Linked DNA regions of Mus musculus: region 1 is linked to region 2. A link is a contact called in public promoter capture Hi-C data. All regions are on one chromosome and are shown on one strand. Each heading gives the region's core, a stretch centred on a gene start, on an enhancer-like site or on the middle of the called end of the contact. The rest is flanking DNA. Distances are from core to core; before and after follow the strand shown. Region 1 holds the start of Haus4 (HAUS augmin-like complex, subunit 4). Region 2 holds the start of Oxa1l (oxidase assembly 1-like).

Region 1 (5,937 bases), core at 1,350-3,849, 190 kb after region 2:
GTGGTGGGGGTGAATAGGTATGGCCCCCATAGGCTCATGTGTTTGAATGCTTGGCCATAGGGAGTGGCACCATTAGGAGGTGTGGCCTTACGGAAGTGTGTCACTGTGGAGGCGGACTTTGAGGTCTTATATATACTCAAGCTATGTCCAGTGTGAGACACAGTCTCCTGCTGCCGCCTGCAGATCAAGAGGTAGAACTCTGAGCAACTCCCAACTCCCGCCCCATGTCTGCCTGCATGCTGCCATGCTTCCCACCATGATGATAATGGACTGAAACTGTAAGCCACTCCGGTTAAATGTTTTTCTTTATAAGAGTTGCCTTGGTCATGGTGTCTCTTCACAGCAATGAGACCCTAACCAGGACACTCCCCTTACCTTGCAGCAGCATTTCTACACCTTCTCCAGGTGCACAGAAATCTCCAGACGCCATCTCGTTTTCTTGGTATTATCTGTATGGAAACAAATGGGAGAAAATGCAAGTTGAACAAACCCCTGGCTGCTGCTCAAGCTACCTTAGGCAGTCTCACAAGCCAACTCTGGGCTCAAATTCTGTGCCAGAGTCAAGCCTAGAACCTTGACCCTCTTCCTCCTGGGTGCCAGGATTAAAAGTTCATGCCATCACATCTGGCTCAGAGATGTTTCTTATAGAGCAGGGCTATATCAGACATCAGGGTCCCCAAATTCTTTAGCATTTTATGGAAAACTTACAAATAAATACCAGAATACCTTCCATTCCAAGAACAAAATCTCTCCCAAGCTGTCCAAAGTATGACTCTAAACAGAACCACTCCTACTTCACCCCTACCCGCCTGTCTTAGGGTTTCTATTCCTGCGCAAACATCATGACCAAGAAGCAAGTTGTGGAGGAAAGGGTTTATTCAGCTTACACTTCCACATTGCTGTTCATCACTAAAGGAAGTCAGGACTGGAACTCAAGCAGCAAGTTGGGGAGGAAAGGGTTTATTCAGCTTACACTTCCAAACTGCTGTTCATCACTAAAGGAAGTCAGGACTGGAACTCAAGCAGGTCAGAAAGCTGATGCAGAGGCCATGGAGGGATGTTCTTTACTGGCTTGCTTTCCCTGGCTTGCTCAGCCTGCTCTCTTATAGAATCAAGATTACCAGCCCAGAGATGGTCCCACCCACAAGGGGCCTTTCCCCCTTGATCACTAATTGAGAAAATGCCTTGCAGTTGGATCTCATAGAGGCATTTCCTCAACTGAAGCTCCTTTCTCTGTGATAACTCCAGCTGTCAGGTTGACACAAAACCAGCCAGTACACCACCCAAATCCACTAAGTTCTAATGGAAGGCGTCTTCCTACCGTTACCATTTTGCTGGAGCTACAAACTGTTGCTGTCTGTCGTGTTCCCAGTAAACTAAGGGGTGTGGGTCCCAGTATACCTTTTGCCCCCTTTATAGCTCAACTGTGGAATATCACAGTTTCTTTCTGGTGCTTCTCTGTCAGTGTCATCTCATGAAAGAGCTATCTGTCTGGGAGCAAGAGCGACAGACACTTGAACTACAACAGCTTTTCCAGTAACAATGCACTGCAGTGGTTAGTGTGGGGACATAGCTATACAGATAGGTGTTTTGCCAGAACCTGGAGCACCTTGAAAAGAATGTCATCAACAGAGAGCAATGAGAAACTCAACAGCAACACAAACATTGCCTGCCCATTCTTTCCCTTATTGCTTTACCCACTCCTCCAAATGGCAGCTGAGCCCGAGGCAGCCCCGAGTCTGAAGCTTATTAGTACTTAACGCTTCACGTCCACAGAACATTGGTTTATTCGCTCCTTTTATGAGTCACATGAAAGCAACTAGCCGTTTGTTTTGTAGCGTGGTCTAGAGGAATCAGCTGAGGAGGCGCAATTCGAGACATTAATTTGTGGCTCCGCCCCGCCCCCCATGTTTTCTGTGTGAGTTTATGTGAAATGCTCCTTTTTCAGGTGCCAACAGTGTTCCACCTGCAAAGCCGCGATAACGGTTCTTGCCTTGCATGAAGCATCAAGAATTAATAACAATCGACTTGTCAACAAAAGCTATTTAGTTATGTTTTACCAGTAAGTTCCGTTTTACCAACTCAGAATGTTGTTGAACTACACCTACAAATAAAGTTTTGCAGGCCAGTTAGGCACCCAGCCACGAGGGTTTCAACCGCCCAGGGGTCCTCAGCGGAGCCGCCCACAGGACGTGACCTTAGGCTTCACCCCCACCCTGCGCAGGCAGCCGGGGTCCCACGCGCAGGAGCGCAGAGCGCCGAACTCTGACGCAGGCGTGCTTCGAGCCCTCCAGCCGTTCCCCTGCACGCTGTGCTGGACGCAGATTGATCGTCCTGACTGTTTTCACAAGAGGTGACCCTTACAAGGCCGGAGATAATCAAGATGCAGACGCGCTCTCCGGCGCCGACCTACCGTCTGGGTCGCCAAGGAGTCCTAAAGGGCGAGCGCGGCCTCGCCGCAAGCTCGCGGTCGTCGAGCGCTAACCTGCACGGCTCGCCGCCGGAGCGCTAAGGCCGGGGCCTGCCCGGGAAAGGCGCTGCCGCCAGCGTAGAAACAACTGGGTCTTAAATCAGCCGGGCACAGGACGGGGCGGGGCCTCCGTTCCCGCCTGGCGCAGCCCCGCCCCGGGAGCGCGCGCTCAGCGCAACTGTCGCGGTAGCGGCTCGGATCCTGGAAGTCGGAACTTCACCCATTTAACAAAGGGGAAGACTAGGCACGGAAGGTTATATAGAGGTGGCGGCCCAGCTCGGAAGCTTAGGCCTGCCACTGTGGTGCTCGGAGGTCGAGCCAATGTGTTGTTGGTATCAGAGATCGTCCTGTCTCGGCCTCCCGATTGATGAGAGGAAAGGTGCACGCCACTACACCCCCACTGGTTTGTTTTTATTTATCGATGTGGGCGAGCGCATGCGCCATATGTGGGCGGTGTCCACGGAGGCCGGAAGAGGGAGCCAGAGCCCTTTGAGCCGATGTTACAGGTGCTTGTGAGCTGCCAGATTTTGGGTTCTGGGACTTGAACTCAGATCCTTTTACTACGTTGCTCCAGCCTCACCTCTTGAATTTCTTAACCTACCTCGCCTCCTCCGCGCTCCCTCTGTTTTTTTTTAAAGTCACGTTTTATTTACTGTGTGTCCTACGTGTGCTGTGGAGGTCAGAAGACATTCTGGGAGTGAGACATCATAGGCTTGGTAGCAAGCTCCTTTACCCATTGAGCCGCGTTAACTGCCCTGCCCCATTCCCACATCCCTTATTTCCCATCATCCTTCCTTCACTCCTACTTATGCCTACACTGGTTTTGTAAAACTAAGGGTACCCAATCAGGAAGTGACTTCTTTTGGAAAATAAGATGTTTAGCTGTACTGTTAATCCTTCACCACACCTACTCAGGAGGTTGAGTTAGGAAGATCGAGAGTTCAAAGCTAGGCCCGGGCACTATGCTGAAGTTGCCCATCTAAAAAAATAAAAGTCTTAAATAAACTGCTTCAAGGTTATTAGAGCTCTTTATACGTTTTTATTTATTTTACTGTTGTTTACGTGTGTGGGTGTTTGACTGGCACATATGTCTGTGAACCACTTGTATGCTTACTGCTGTGGGATCCTCTGGAACCGGTTACAGTTACCACCATATAAGTGTGGAGAATCCAACCCAGGTTTACTTGAAGAGGGATGGTTGAGCCATCTCCCTAGCCCAGTGATTAGATCGCTTGCATCAGAGAACAAACTGATAGGATGGAGCAAAAGTGCTAGGAAATGGAGCTGTTTGGCTTTTCCTTAGAACAGCAGTTCTCAACCTGTGGTCGAGACCCCTTTGGTTGGTTGAACGACCCTACAGGGGTCACCTAAGGCCACTGGAGAACACAGGTGTTTACAATTCGTAACAGCAAAATTACAGTTATGAAGTAAGTAATGGAAATCATTTATGGTTGGGGGTCACCACAACATGAGAATCTGTATTAAAGGGTCACAGCTTTAGAACATTCTAGGGCCAAGGGTAGTGGCTCATGCCTTTAACCCCAGTGATTGGGAGGTAGGGGGTAAGCAGATGAGGACAGCCTGATCTACACAGAGTGTTCCAGGAAGGCCAGGGTTGTATAGAAAGATCAGTGAGAGAGAGAGAGAGAGAGAGAGAGAGAGAGAGAGAGAGAGAGAGAGAGAAGAGAAGAGAAAGGAGGAAGAGGAGGAGGAGGAGAAGAAGGAGAAGGAGAAGAGAGAAAGAAAAAAAAAAAGAAAGAAAGAAAGAAAAAAGAAAAGGAAGGAGGAGGAGGAGACTTGTATTTGAATACACAGAGAAATGATTCTAGGGCAGAAAGCTTTTATGCCCTTGGTCAGGGCATCAGCTGCCATGTTCCATGTTTAATGCTAGAGTGCAGTCACTTTTCAAAGCTTTTAAAAATCACTTATGCTTCCTCAATTCTTCAATGCAGCCTCATTAAATGCCAGGCTTACGCACGAACCGTGCTCAGAACAAAATAGCAAGCATGCTTTGGTGATTTTCAGCTGATCAGAGATTTACTGAAATTTCATCTCCCAAGTCTTCAGGTTCTTAAATACTGAACTACAAAGCTCTGGCTAAGAGGCTCGAAAGCACGCGAGGCCCTGAGCAGGGAAGGCTCAGAAGGCTGCCTTCCAGAGGAAGATGGGGAAGATAGCAGTGGACAGACACCTTGCGGACAGAGCTCCGTGTGCAATTATCTCTTCCCTCTTTGTCCCTTCCAAGCCATGAGACCTTGGGCTACAGCTCTCCTTCCTGTGGGAGGTGTGGGGGGGGAGACAACATATTTCTTGTTACTCCAATCTCTTAGCATTGGCATAACGATCAAATGAGATAACGGCTGAGAAAGCGCCTTGGAAAGACTATGAAAGTGAGGTGTTTTATTAAGTGCCTGGGGAGACACAGAGATGAATGTGACCTAATTCCTATCCCGAGGAAATTCACACTCTGTTGAGGAGACACACATGAGAAGAAAATAACCCAAGGCAGTAAATAGGTGCCGAAAAGGCAGTCTAGATTATAAATACCAAAGAAACTTAAAGAGGGGACAGGCATTTCTCTGCAGAAATAAATAGGAAAGGCTGAAGTCTTATTTTCACTATGCCCGATAAAAAGACATTTTAAAAAAAACCACTTTGAATGAGAGTCCAGAAAAATGAAACAGAAACAGGAGGTCCGGCTGCATTGGAGGTACCAGGGCGCGGAGCCGGCTAAAAGTAGAGGGAAGGGGAGAATTCATTAGGTGAGCTCTCTTTGAGACAAGAGAGTTAATGCTCTCTAGTACAGAGAGTGTAGGTCATTCTAGCAACCAGAAATGCAGCAGAGGTACATGACTTTAATCCCAGCACTCTGGAGACAAGCAAACCTCTGTGATTTCAAGACTAGAGTAGTCTACATAGTGAGTTCCAGGACAGCCAAAGCTATGTAGAGAGACCCTGTCTCAACGAAAACATAAGAAAATATGGCAAAGGATTGCAAAAAGAATGTTCAAATCAGAGCACCCACCGTCCTGAGCCAGAGCTGCACCCCACCAAACTCCTTTTCCTCAGGTTACTTTGTAAAGAAAAAAAAAAAAAACAGCCTCATTGGGGTGTTTTAGCATAAAATGTTCAAAGGGTTTTGCTGTAACTGTGCATTACCACAAGTCAGCTAGTGAGCACCCTCCAAAATTACTCACCGTCCAAAGTTGCAGCCACCCCCACCGCTCCCAGAATTCAGGAGGCTGAAATACAAAGGATCCCAAACTGGAGGACAGCCTGGGCAGCTCCATGTAACTCTGTCTCGAAAGCAAACAGAAAAGAAACTGGGGCATTGCCAAGTGAGAGCGAGCTTACGACGGAAGTCTAGCATCCTGAACTCAGTCTCAAGTATCATAAATACATACACGCAAACACACATTTTTGATTGTTTTAATTTTTTGAGACAGGCCTCAAACTTACAAATGTAG
Region 2 (6,638 bases), core at 2,976-5,475:
GGTGGTTCATCCAGGAGAGAGAACGGAACTCTGAGGAGAGAGGCATAGGAAAGTCACCACCTGGACTCAGAGGAAGTTGGCCATATGAAACTGAGCCACGTTGCAGACATAGAGTAGTATACATAAGTTAAGAGCAAGTTGGGAAGCAAGCCTAGCTTAAGGTCTAACATTCATCAATAAACATAAGCCTCCATGTCATTATTCAGGAACTGGAGCAGGCATAGAAAAAGCCTGGATGGCTACAATGTGGTGTGGTACATGAGCACATGTGTTCAGTGTTCACCCTGGAACTGGAGTTGCACGAGGTTGTGTACTATCTGAGTGTGTCCTGGAGACTGAACTCAGGTCTGCTGCAAAAGTAATACTAAACCGCTAACCATATTTCTAGCCCTAAATCTAAGGTCTTTAAAGATCTGGCTAAATTAAAATAAGGTTTTTCTTTCTTTGGGAGAGTGGGGGTGGGATGGGGTTGTGTATTTGGTTGTTTTAGGGAGAGCCCTAATCCAATCTGACTTGCATTCTTATAAGAAGTAATTTGCCAGATGCAATGACATGTACCTGTAAGCCTAGCACTCAGAAAGTCGAGACAGGAGGACCATAAATTCAAGGTCAACCTAGGCTACAACATATCACAAATGGTTTCATTTTTGACCATTGCCATGGTTTGAACCCTGAGTGTTCCCCAAAGGATCAATGTTGGAGGCTGGCGCTATTTGGAGCTCTTAGAGGTAAGATCCAGCAACAGAAGTTAAGTCATTAATAGTGTAATTTTTAGAAGGTTGGGACTCTGTCCATTTCCTGTCTCTTTGCTTCCCACCCACCATCAGGTGAACAAGACTCTTCTGCCATGAGCCCTTGCCACAAAGTAATATGTCACCATAGGCCAAAGCAATAAAGCCAAACAACTGTAACCCAAAAGCCCAGAAATGGTGAGCCACCTTTTCTCCTTCTAAGTTGAATTTCTTATCAAGGTGACAGACAGTTAATGCAGTCATGCTATGGTCTCCTGTATTTTCAAGATCCTACTTGAGGTCACTTGGATCTACATGTGATCTTAGCCAAAGGCCAAGAAGGGATATTTGATTGGATCCATACATTTATTATCTTCATCATCTTGAAAATTTTAAGCCACCAGTTTTTACATTCTCCCCTGCATCTCATTCCTAAACTCCAATTACATGTATACTAGACCGTTAGATATTATCTCACAAGTATTTTTAGCCTTTATTCCCCCTGCACCTTAGTTTAAATGGTCTCTTTTATCATCCTCGAATTCATTGTTATTTTCTTTTACAGTCTAATATGATGTGAGTTGACTCAGAGAATGAATCATTTGTTTTCAAATATTCTGTTTGCTTTCTTCCTTTTTTTCTGAGACACCATTTCATCATATAGCCCAGGCTGGCTCAAACTTACTCTACAGTCAAGGATGACCTTGAACTTTTGATCTACCTGCCTCTACCTCCAGGTCACGGGAATACAAGTATGTGCCCCCATGTCCAGTGTATTTGGTGTGGGGGATCAAACCCAAGGCTTTGTGCATTCTAGGCAAACACTTTACCCTCTGAGCTGCATCCCCTGTGTCTTCAATCTAAGTCTCTCGGATTTTGTTTCTGGCTCTCATAGTTTCTTTCTTTCTTTATTTTTTTCCCCAACCTTTAAACCCTGACACCTGGCACTGCAGCATTCTTTTCTGCTAATTCATCATCTCTGTTGTTTCTGGGTGGCTTGTGTTCTGTTGTTTCTGGGTGGCTTGTGTTCTGTTGTTTCTGGGTGGCTTGTGTTCTGTTGTTTCTGGGTGGCTTGTTTTCTGTTGTTTCTGGGTAAACTGTGTTCTGTTGTTTCTGGGTGGCTTGTTTTACTTTTCTCTGCTCCTACTAATATTTCAGATTTTTTCCCCATTTTGTTTTGTTTTTGTTTTTCCAGACAGAGTTTCTCTGTGTAACCTTGACTGTCCTGGAACTCACTCTGTATACCAGGCTGGCCTTGAACTCACAGAGATCTTCCTGCCTCTGCCTCTGTAGTGCTGGGATTGAAGGTGTATGTCACCACTACCTGGCTGATATTTCATATTTTTAAAAATCATTTATTTTTATTTTATGTGTATGAGTGTTTGCCCTCATGTATGTCTGTGCACTATGTGGAGTGCCTGATACCCGATGAACTAGCAGAGAGCATCAAATCTCTTGGATTTGGAAATAGAGACTGTTTTGAGCCCACTGTATGAGTGTGAGGAATCACACTCAGGTTAACTGAACCATCTCTCCAGCCCTGATTTTTTTTTTTTAGCTCTGTTCATTTTTTATTGAACATCATGCTTATTAAATTTTATCAGATATTAAATAATGTGACTATTACATTGTTGAAATTGTTAGCGTGTATTGTCTTCCTTAAAGTAATATTTAATTTTGCCTAAACAAAAAAGATAAAATTTTCCAAGATTTTTGTTTGATTTTTGCTTTGCTTGTTTGTTGAGACAGACTTTCTTTATGCAGTCCTTGCTGTCCTAGAACTCACTGTGTAGACCAGGCTGGTCTCAAACTCACAGAAAGACATCTGTCTCTGCCTTTTGAATGCTGATATTAAAGGCCTGTTCCCACCACATCTGACAATAGATGATAGATAGATAGATAGATAGATAGATAGATAGATAGATAGATAGATAGATAGATAGACAGACAGACATTTAGGCATGCATATATGAGTGTTGTGCTTGCTTATATGTATTTGTACCACACACTTGCCTAGTATCCATAGAGACAGACAAAGGTGTCAGAACTCTTGGAACTGGAGGTGTATGTGGTTGTGAGCTGCTATGTACATACATAAGAATATGTGCACGCACACACACACACACACACACACACTCTCTCTCTCTCTCTCTCTCTCTCTCTCTCTCTCTCTCTCTCTCCAAAATAAAAGTCGCAAATTTCGGGGTTGGATATGGCTCAGCGGTTAAGACTATTTGCTGCACCATGGTGAATACCAGAGTTCAGATCCCAACACTTATGCAACAAACACCTCTAACTCCATCCCTCTTCTGGCCTCCGAGAATGTACACTCATACAACACACGACATCTATGAAATAAATAAGTTTTTATTCCTCCAAAGTATCTAGTAGCATATGAAGAAGTATATGTGATCAACCCCCTCCTTCCTGAGCAGTAATTTATTTTTCACATTACTTTTTTTTTTTAAGATAAGGTCTCCATTTTTAACCCTGGCTGGCCTTGAACTCACCACTTACCTGAGTCAGCTTCCTCTTCAGTGCTGGGATCACAGGCGTGCAGCACCATACCCACCTTATTTCAATTTATGCTTTAGGGAAGCTTTTAGTTTCAAAAAATACACAACAAAATCTACAAATAGATAGTAACAATCTTGAGACAACAGATCCAAGACATCAAGTTCAACTTTCATCTTTAGTTTCCTCGGTTATTTCCCGGAAACTGCCTTCCCTATAGCTTTGTCAGATTCCAGGCTACTTTCAAATTTCATTGGATCTGTAATTACAATATTACCTTGCAGTAAGAAAAAACCCACGCCAAGCACAGATGTAAAAGCTATTGTTTTCGCCTTTCTGGTTTGCCTGTTTGTGGGGTTAATTCTAGTTTGAGATTTTGTTTATTCATTATCTTCTTGTGACAGGCAGGGTCTCTCTGCAGTCCTGGCTAGCCTTAAACACAATAGGTAACCAAGATTCACCTCGAATTTTAGGCAATCCTCCTGCCTCCGCCTCCCAAATGCTGGGATTATAGATTTGAGGCACTATTCCAAGAGTAAAGGCCATTTTTAATCCAAGAATTATTTTAACCCAGGGAACAATTACAGTTTGGGAAATGGAAGGGAAAACAGGAAATATGCTATGTTTACACTGCCACTTAACAGCGCATCCTGTCTCTTAGTTTCTTTTCTTTTTTTTTTTTTTTTTTTTTTTTTTTTTTGATTTTCGAGACAGGGTTTCTCTGTATAGTCCTGGCTGTTGTCCTGGAACTCACTTTGTAGACCAAGCTGGCCTCGAACTCAGAAATCCGCCTGCCTCTGTCTCTTAGTTTCAATCTCTGCGGAATCTTGACTTTTTTAAACCACTTCAAATACCATCGCCTGTCTTCATTCTCCCTCACTACCTGATCTGTGACGTCAGGTCTGACTGCCTGCCCATTTCCAAAATGGCCTCCCCCGCAGCGTCAAAGTTCTGAGTGCGCGTGCGCGAGAGTAAGTTCCCTCTTCCCGGCAAGATGGCGAGGAATTTAGTGTGCGGTCGCTGGCAGCTTCTGCGACTCCTACGACCCCAGCGTTCGGTAAGGTTCCGTCCAAAGCGCGGGGATGCTGCCTTGTCCTTGTCACCTGAGCTGAGGTCACGAGCAGATGCTGACCTGGTCACTGCGACCTGCGAGTCATGACCTCCGGTCGCGTGAGGGCACCACCGGGTTACGTCCCGGGGTTGGTGGCCTGGTTTCTCTGTAGCTGTTTGGAAACTGCCTGCGACCCTGAGCCGTGACCTCTGGGCCCCGTCCCCGGGCTTCGGTAACAGGATGCGGGAGACCCTAACCGGAGCTGCACCCTGCACGCTCCAGTGCATGGCTTCGGGGCCTGTAGTCTGTGCGAGCAGAGTTGCAGCGCCCCACTGCTGCAACCGCAGGCTGTCTGCGGGAGAGGCGGGTCGGCTGGGACTCAAGGCCTTCCCTTCCTTTCACATGGTCAGTACCATAGCGTCGCAGTGTCCCTGAGACCGCTGGCCGCCGAGCTCCTCGCAGCCCGCCGGGGTAACGGGCGGCCACCCTGTGCTCTTCTCGCCGTCTTCACTCCTCGCTGCATCAGTACATCTGCCACCCTCTTTGCAGAAGCCCAGGTAAGAGGTTCCCGCTGAGGAAAGGAGCACGACTTCTTGGCCCCTTTCTTTTGGTTCTGTGTTGTTTTGTTTGTTTTGTTTTGCGGGAGACAGTGAATGTGTAGCAGAGTTCTCACACTCCTCCTAAGTTCCTCCTAATATTAACCTGTTTGGAGTAGAAGTAGATTCTCATCTCAGGCAACTCAGTGAGGAAATGCCTAAAAGTGCTGAGAAATTTGTAGGGCAGGCAAAATGACCCTGCTGTACAAAAGCTCTTGCTATTGCAACCCTGGTAAACCGAGTGCCAACCCTGGAACCCAAGTAAAGGTGGAGCAGGTTGTGGCACAATCCTAGTAACCCCAGCACTTGGGAGGCAGAGATGGATAGATCTCTGAATTCAAAACCAGCCTGGTCAACATAGAGCTGTGTAGTGTGACCTTGTCTCAAAAATGAAAAAAAATAAATAAATAAATAATGAAGGAAGAAGGCGCCACACAAAGTTCATCTCTGACTTCCACACATGCTGTGGCATGCATGCCTACATACATCACACACACAAGATAAAAAAAAATTAAGCCTGGCGGTTGGTGGCGCACGCCTTTAGTCCCAGCACTTGAGAGGCAGAGGCAGGTGGATTTCTGAGTTCGAGGCCAGCCTGGTCTACAAAGTGAGTTCCAGGACAGCCAGGGCTACACAGAGAAACCCTGTCTCTAAAAACAAAAAACAAAACAACAAAAAAATTAAATTTGCCTGGCATGGTGGCGCACGCCTTTAATCCCAGCATTTAGGAGGCAGAAGCAGGCAGATTTCTGAGTTCGAGGCCAGCCTGGTCTAAAAAGTGAGTTCCAGGACAGCCAGGGCTATGCAGAGAAACCCTGTCTCGAAAAACCAAAATAAATAAATAAATAAATAAATTTAACTAATTAATTAAATTTTGTATTATATTCAAGACACTACCAGAGGAGTGGTGGTAAGCCAATAAAGTGAAATGTGATTGTGAGTTTGTGTGTTTGTGATCTGTGTGATTCTTTGAATACTGTTTCTTAGAAGCCTGTGTAGGATTTTTCTCAGAGAGATTTATCATATTGTGTTATGAGTGTGTGTGTGTGTGTGACGGTGTGCATGTGTACATGAGTGCCCATTAGAGAGCCTGAGGCTGGAGTTACCAGTGGCTGTATGCTGCTCTACAAGGGTGCTAACGACGGAAAATGGATCCTCTGCTGGAGCTCTTAGCCCCTGAGCCATGTCTTGGGATGTAGTCAGTAACAGAGCTCTTGGTTAGCATGTACAAGGCCAACCTGAACTACAGAGCAATCAAGATCCTGCCTCCAAAACTAACCTTCCCACCCACCCACTACCATTTAAAAAAAAAAAAAAAGAAGGAAGGAAGGAAGAAAGAAAGAAAGATTGGGAAAAAAAATTGAATTAAAGAGAATTTTGGGCTGAGGGCCAGCTCAGTCAGTGGTCTGTGTTCTTGCCAGATGTGTGTGAGGCCCTGAGTTCAATTTCTAGCACAGAACAAAAGGATTCCAAGTACTGTTGATTTGGAATATGGGAAGGGCAATGACCATGATGCTCACTCAGATGACTGAAGTCTGGGAACCGTGATGTGGGAAGCAAGTTCCCTGCCTGAAGGGAAGCCATGAGACACTCTCTTAAGTTATCCTGCTAGAGGCAAAAAATATTGTCCTTTGAAGGCAGGGTTGTATGGACACCATTGGCCATCATTGAAGATCAAGAAGTCAAAGCAAGAAAATAGAGCCCAGGACTGTTAGCATAAGGGATCCTCAACTTTGTACATCCCAC

Evidence for each region. Capture Hi-C pulls out chosen DNA fragments and counts their contacts.
Region 1: a promoter capture Hi-C map of liver shows a contact between it and region 2. The contact joins the promoter of Haus4 here to the promoter of Oxa1l in region 2. A contact is called at or near these places in 9 of 39 promoter capture datasets (the 3T3-L1 cell line, the C10 cell line, the HPC-7 cell line and 5 more), 4 of 115 datasets of contacts at active chromatin or transcription factors (bone marrow-derived macrophages, effector CD8 T cells, large pre-B cells and 1 more) and 3 of 9 other capture datasets (adipose tissue, liver and pancreatic islet).

What each region holds. Positions count from the first base shown.
Region 1 is chr14:54,551,762-54,557,698 of GRCm38.p6, forward strand. It overlaps Haus4 (HAUS augmin-like complex, subunit 4), which reads right to left and starts at 2,600. Exons shown (of 10, transcript NM_145462.2): 1 at 2,414-2,600; 2 at 376-449. The coding sequence starts at 430.
Region 2 is chr14:54,356,616-54,363,253 of GRCm38.p6, forward strand. It overlaps Oxa1l (oxidase assembly 1-like), which reads left to right and starts at 4,226. Exons shown (of 10, transcript NM_026936.3): 1 at 4,226-4,302; 2 at 4,707-4,853. The coding sequence starts at 4,240.